Linked DNA regions of Urocitellus parryii: region 2 is linked to region 1. The links are chromatin contacts, called in public Hi-C maps. All regions are on one chromosome and are shown on one strand. The core of a region is the stretch at or near the end of the contact, and the rest is flanking DNA. Distances in the headings are between cores, read along the strand shown. Region 1 holds the start of Tbc1d9 (TBC1 domain family member 9). Region 2 holds the start of Rnf150 (ring finger protein 150).

What was found. Hi-C and Micro-C count contacts between places; a contact is called where the count stands out from the background.
Region 2: a Hi-C map of liver shows a contact between it and region 1, with 6 times the contacts expected there. The contact joins the promoter of Rnf150 here to the promoter of Tbc1d9 in region 1. A contact is called at or near these places in 2 of 2 Hi-C or Micro-C datasets (liver and muscle).

The regions. Positions count from the first base shown.
Region 1 is chr10:16,787,364-16,791,020 of mUroPar1.hap1, forward strand. It overlaps Tbc1d9 (TBC1 domain family member 9), which reads right to left and starts at 2,252. Exons shown (of 21, transcript XM_026386208.2): 1 at 2,045-2,252. The coding sequence starts at 2,174.
Region 2 is chr10:17,096,413-17,099,767 of mUroPar1.hap1, forward strand. It overlaps Rnf150 (ring finger protein 150), which reads right to left and starts at 1,785. Exons shown (of 7, transcript XM_026386172.2): 1 at 308-1,785. The coding sequence starts at 797.

The DNA.
Region 1 (3,657 bases), core at 1,002-3,501:
TACGCTGGGCACGGTGGCCCAGACCTATAATCCCAGTGGCTAGGGAAGCTGAGGAAGGAGGATCAAGTTCAAAGCCAGTCTCTGCAACTAAGCAAGGCCCTAATCAACTTAGCAAGACCCTGTCTCAAAATAAAAGATAAAATGGGTTGGGGATGTGGCTCAGTGGTTAAGCGCCCTTGGGTTCAATCCCTGGTACAAAAACAACAACAACAACAACAAAACAAAAAAACTATATACAACAATTTCTAAAATGTCACTACTACATTTGAACATGACATAATCTATCAGACCAAACATCTTACCTCTGTTGACTGAAAATAAGCTTTTGTTGGCAGGGATATTTGCACTAAGGAAGATAATTTCAATTATTTCAGAAATAAGTGCAATAGTTTTGAGTTTTTAATTAAAAAAAAAAACTCATCTATCTAAAATAAGTCATCAATGACAAGACTCTAAGCAGATAAAATGAGAAATGGGTCACTACAGTGGACTGCAATAAGTTACAGCTCTAAGTATCAGTAGGAACACAATAAACACCTTAAGTAGAAAAAGAAGGCTCTACATCCCTGAAGTGTTCATATCCTGTTGCAAATGACTGGGGAAAATAAATACTTAGTGGATATTAGTCAAAGAGAGTTAACCAATTGGATATGTTCTTTGTTATCATGATAAACTATCCACATTGCTGTCTGGAGTTTAAAGAAGGGCTATCTAGGCTAATCCCAGTATTAGATATGCAAGTTACACACTAAAGTTTATACTCAGATAACGCCTACAAAATGAATTGGAAAATTCTGATTCAAATTCACCAGTCAGTATTTCCATAATGGCACTAGAGTGTTACAGATTTTCTTTTAGTTGAAAAGTGCAAAAAAATCAGATTGCCTATCAGCCATCAGATGTACTAGCAAAATCTTTCAAACATATGCCACCATATACTGTACCATATGACTCCTGATTTTTAATCTTGAGAAATCCAGTTTATAAATATATTCACAATAAAATATATACCATATCAAGATTTTTTTTTTAATTTCATAGCAGGACATTGTGAAAGCAATTTACCTAGCAGGCAAACTCTGAAAAGAGTGAAATAGTCTCCAGCCTAAAGAGGTCATAGGTCATTTCTTCTGTAGCCTCTTTCCTAGTTAAACTTCTGTATCATCTGCTAACTTTTTCACTGTAAAAAGTATTCCAGTTCTGTTCACTCTAACGAGGGGAAGGGAAGGATCAATTTCTCTAGTATGAGTTCAAGATTATTTGTAACCTCCCGCCATGTGCTACTTAGTTTATAAAGGAAGATCTTTCTGATATGGCACTACTTGGGATATGGGTCTGATTGATACTATAATCCTGAAAATGGCCTGGCTTCAGTTAGTTACATTAGTAATACCTTGTGAGGGGGTCAGAGAAGAAGTGACTGAGGTAATAATAGCATTTAGTCAAAATGCCATAGTACAGCCAATTCTTTTTACAAAAGAACTAGATCACTCGCTTTGTTTAATGCCTAATTAGGTGCAACAAAAGAATTTCTTTTTTCTTATTCATTCTGTTTGGTCATAACTAATATAGGAAATGACCACATCAGCTCCTTACTGATTGTTTCCCTAAAAACAAAAGAGCGTTTTTATACCTGATCCTGCTATTGCCAGTAAAGACAGTGAAGTAAAAATTAACCATTCCATGTCTCTTTTCCATAAGTAAAGCGATGTTTTTTAAAGGAGGGAGGGGGAGGGAATAACGTATTCAATTCCTAAGGGATGAGGCTCCCCGCGCCCCAGACTCACTCATCCTGGTTCTCATCAACATCGCCCACTAAGGGGGCGCCCAGCACGCGAAGACCCCATTGCCTGACAGGGTCAGAAAGGCAGCATCCCTTGCCCAGTCGGAGAATCCCGACTCCCGACGCCTTCCACACACCCTGGCGGGGCGGGTGGCCGACCCGGGGGACCGGGCGGTGTCCCCGGGGCCCGCAGCCCAGAGCAGCGGGCGGGGCCGCAGTGCCCGCGGTCTCCCTCCCGCAGGGAGCGGCCGAGGACCTTACCGGCCAGTCCGCCACCGCCGCCTCCGTCGCCGGCGTGCCCCTTCCTCCGCTGCAGGATGAAGTACGGGTTGGCCCTCTCGGTGATCCACAGCGCGTTGGCCAGCAGCACCTCCTCGGGGTTCACCCACATGGTCCCAGCCGCCGACGGCGGACGCACAAAGGGGCCGCGGGTCGGGTCCTGCACACTGGCGCGCACGGGCGCGTACTCCCGGCCACACGCGCGCCCGCCCGCTAGGTGAGGCTGGCACCAGCGACTTCACCAGGGGGCGGCCCGCGGCGCCAGGGCCACAACGAAACCCCCGCGGGCGGCCCGGGAGGACCGCGAGGACCCGGGTGCTGCGAGCAGCATCCTCCTCTCGGCGCCGCCGCCCCCCGCGCGCCCGCGGCCGCAGACGCCCAGGCCCGCCGCTCCGCAGCCCGGCTCCGGCCCACCGCGGCGGGAGGAGCGGGAGGAGGATGGAGAGCGGGAGGAGGAGGAAGTGGTGTGGCTTGGTCCCAGGATCCCGCTCGGCGGCGGCAGGGCTGCGGGCGACGCGAGTGGATCGTCCCCGCGGTCCAGGCCGAGCCCGGCTGGGGCGCGGCTGCTCCGGCAGCTCCGGCTCCGGGGCCGCCTGGGTCTCTAGCTGCTCAGAGCTCCCGAGGACGCCGCGCGTTAACACTCCTTCTCAGGGCCACTTGCACCAGCGGCCAGCCCAGCTTCCTCTGGAAGGACGCTCCGGACACTGCGAATGAATGACGACAGCGCGGCTCAGTTGGAGCGAACCCGGGTGTCACCAGTTTTCACAGGCGCAGATCCTCCTCGGACTCTGCGCGAGCCCGGCAGCCTTAGCTGGCTTCGCAGGAGCCTTCTGGGGACCTTGTGCCAAGCACTGAGCCCCACGCCCATCCCAGCAGGGAGGACGCTGCCAGCCTCTGTGAGCGTGTCTGAGCTGTTTGGGTTTCAGTTTGACAGTGAGGATAGCGCCACCCTCTTCCCAGGAAATGTGTGTTTCAAGGTTCCAGACCTGCCGCTAGATCCGAGGGTCGGAAGTGGACGCAACCAATGGTTGTCGATGTTTTTGTTTCCTGCATCCCTAGGGCAAGTCATGCGCCAAACTTGTCCCCGCCTGTGACCCCTCCCCCTCTCCATTCCATTGTAATTAAAGTGGCCCAGCTAAGTGCATTACATCACTTCTTTCCTTGACCTGTAGGGCATGAGCAATTGCGAAGTTGGAAGCAGCCCAAAAGCTTAGACTAACTAATTCACACCACAGCTGTTCCTATATTAGGGTTTTTTGGAGCTTCGAGGACCCGGCATGACGAAATTCAGAGATTTATCCACGTTTAATAGATGGATTAAATGTTTTAAGAAAGTGAAACCAGAGACACAAGAACCAGGCTTTATATCCCTAGACAGTTTCACTTTCCCGCACACAGGGAGTCTTTGGTGGTGATCACAGCCCATCCACCTGCTTATCTGATGACCTCTGGTTTGGGCAGATCTGGGAAATAGTTCATCTAAATAGACCTCCCTGCCCTGATGATCAGCGTTTGCTAGACTCTGCGTTGCTGAAGATGTCTGACAATCCTAGGAACTTCCCCCTTTCCCCTTGAGCAAAGCATTCAGAGGAGAC
Region 2 (3,355 bases), core at 535-3,034, 310 kb after region 1:
CCAAAGCCCGCCTTCCAAAGTCTTCTCAGAAAAGTCAGCCCACCTCAACAAGGCTGCGTCCGAGCGGCGCTATGTCAAGCTCTTTGATATTTGCCCAATATAGTGCATCCTCTACTCTTTGTAATCCCCCGCCCCCAAAGTGACGCGGGGCAAAACTTAATAGGTCCGGGGAACCGAGACGCGTCTTCCGCGCAGCACGGACTTTCCAGAAAGGATCTGGGCTGCAGGCACTGGATCTTTCTCGGCGCCTCCGTCCTCTGGGTCTCCCCTCCCCCGCACCCGCCCAGCACCGTCCGGGGCAGCTTACCTGCGTGGGGCATGGTGATGGTCTCGTTGGTGTTGGAGCCCGCGTTGAAGATAACCACAGCGGAGGCGTTCTGCAGGAACGCGTTCCGGATCTTATCCCTGTACGTGCAGTTGCCCTTGGGGATGAGGGCTATCCAGTTCTTGCCGTGGGTCGGCGCGGCGAACTTGGTGTTGGGGTCGCAAGCCAGGCGATCGTGGGCCGAGCTGGCCATGACCACCTCCCCGCGGGCGTCCTGCTTGGGCGAGTGCTCCCCGTAGCGCCCGCACTCGGTCTTCTCCGTGTGCAGCTCGGCGCCGGCGCCACCGCCGCCCGCAGCCCCGGCCCCGGGGTCCGGCGCGGGCTCGGCGTAGGTGATGTTCACGAAGGCGGTGTACCATTCCTCCTTCTCGGCCACGGTGAAGTCCAGGCAGAGCAGATGCACGAAACAAAAGGAAAGCAGCCATGTTGAGAGAGCCAGACTGCGGCACGCTTGGATGAGAGACATTGCCATCTTTATCCGCCGGGGCCCCCTCCCCGCCCCCCGCGCCCTCCTCCCGCCCCGTCCCTCCTCCCCAGCCCGGGCCAACCCCGGGCCGGCCGCTTCTCCAGCTGCTGCTGCTACTGCTCACTCCCGGGCCCGTGGGGCCGCGGCTGGGACGCGCAGCCGCCTCGGGGACCAGATTCCGGGCGAGCGGGTGGCGCCGGCCCCTTCGCCTCTTAGCCGAAGCGCGGCGGTTGCATCTTGCTTCTCAGGAGCGCTGGGGGTGAGAAAGGAGGGGGCGCTTCGGCTTGCGGAGGAGTCCAGCTGCCAAGCGTCCTGCTCCTTCGGCCGGCTTCTTCTCTCATGGGGTGGCAGGGGGCCCAGGAGCGTGCGGGGTGGCAGCTCTGCCCGCTCCGGCCCCGGCGGGGGCGGGCGCGGCCGCTCGCAGGCGGAGTGTCCCAGCCGCCGCAGCCGAGCGCCGGGGTGAGCGGGTCCGGCCGCAGCCCTGGCGGCCGCCCCCACTGCGCGCCGGTTCGCTGGGGCAGCTGGCGTGCGCTCCTGGCCTGGCTGATGGCTGTGCCGAGACACACACTTGCCGCGGGAGGGGTCGGCTCAGGGAGAATGGGAGCGAGTGGGAAGAGTGGAGTTACGCGGTCCGTGTGTGTGTGTGTATGAGTGTCTGTATATGTTTGTGTGTGTGTATAATGTGTGCGTGCAAGGAGGAGCTTAGTGTGATGTCAAAGCTTCTGGGCTTCACTTGCCACGCTCCCTCAGTCTCTCTCCATGGACAGCAGCGACCCCTGCCGGGTCTCACATTCACCATCAGTTTGCGACATGATCCCGGTGGGGGCAAAAGGGGAAGCGACCCCTTGACCTATAAGTACAGAAACAACTTCCTACGCCTTAAATATAGCAAAATGTGCCTCTTGTAAACAACCTTTTCATTTGCTGGAAGAACTACGGTGAGCTCCCTAAGTACCCGACCCGGGACCAAAGTCTAAATCTTGTTAGTCTAAGGTCTTTTAACACTGCTCCTGAAATATCTAGAACATTGTCTATTAAACTTTAGTTTTAAAACAGACTAATGGGCCTTGTGAAGTTTCTGGTCTAGTAGGCCTGGGTTGGGCCCCAGAACACACATTTCTAAGGAGTTCCCAGATGATCTAATGCTGCTGGTCTAGGGACCACTATGTTGGGGTGGGTATAGGAATAGGCAGGCTTCTTTTCTCCCATCTGGAAACAAACACGTGACATTTTTCCCTCCTTATAAAATGGACATTGTCTAACTCTGTGGAGGAAAAGAGACTGGATGAGCCATTTCTCTCTGTATTTATTTTGGTTGTCATGACTGGCATCAGAGCACTCACAACATCAATAAGCAAGGGAGATTTGTTTGGGTTACTGTTTAGCAAGTGCTCTCCAGTTGAGCATGTAGATTACAACTACTCAGCAGAGAATACGGTTTCCCTAGAGTAATCTTAAAACTGTGGCACAGCATAATTACTTACCAATTAAGTGCTTGGTTGTTATCCTTTCTCACCTATGGTTTCCTTGGTTTGAGAAACCGAAAATATAAAGTGTTGAAAAATATTTGTGTGGTGGTTCTCAATCACTCACAGGTATTTCCCCGCTATCACTCATAGAACCAGGATCCAATTCATATCAAAAAGCAAAAAGTCCACCATTTCCCCAGGACCTGAATACACGTACAGCTCTCTGTTAATGAATGTCCACCAGCAAAACTTCTCTTTTTTTGGGCAGCAGTACCAACAGCTGGTGGCTGTTAGGGGAGAGCAGAGAGCCCCAGCTATACCCAAATTAGAAGCAGGCACAAGAACTACTTAGAAGAATCTGTCTCTCTGGTATTTGATGTGCTGGATTTGTATGTGTTCCTAGCTTATTCCTTTTAGAAAATAGGCTTCTAGGCAATTGGGACAGTGCTTTTTATAGTGCCTAATGCCCAAGGAGGCAAAGTGGAGATGCCTGGCTGCTGGTTTCTGAACCACCAGAGATCTGAGGGAGGAGTACATTGGCTCCAAACCCCCAGGTAGATTCTGCAAAAATGCAAACCACGGTGATTCCCCAGACCTATCTTTTAGCAGTTTTCCTCTAGCCACAAAGCTTGGAGAATCTGTGTCATGAAGAATGTATGACTCTCCTTCTGTGCCCTTTCCCTTAGAGAAGTTAGGGACTGAAGACAGGCAGTCAGGAAGGCTGCAGCATAAGAACTCTCATAAGGAAAATGGGAGCCAGCTTCTTACTGTTGGAGAAGGAATTTGTAAATATTAAAAAAAAAACATTATAAGGAACTCTGAGATATGGGATTGGATTAAAAATGAGCATGGAATTACTTTTTTTAAAAAAAATATATGGGTCAGGTTGTGTTGTGGCTCAGTGGTAGAGCACTTGCCTGGCATGTGTGAGGCACTAGGTTTGATTCTCAGGACCACATATAAATAAATAAAATAGAGTCCATTGACAACTAAAAAAATTTTAAATACACACACACACACACACACACACACACACACACACCAAATCTCTCTCCATTCAGACTCTCGAAGCAATGATCAGAAATCTTGCTTCCT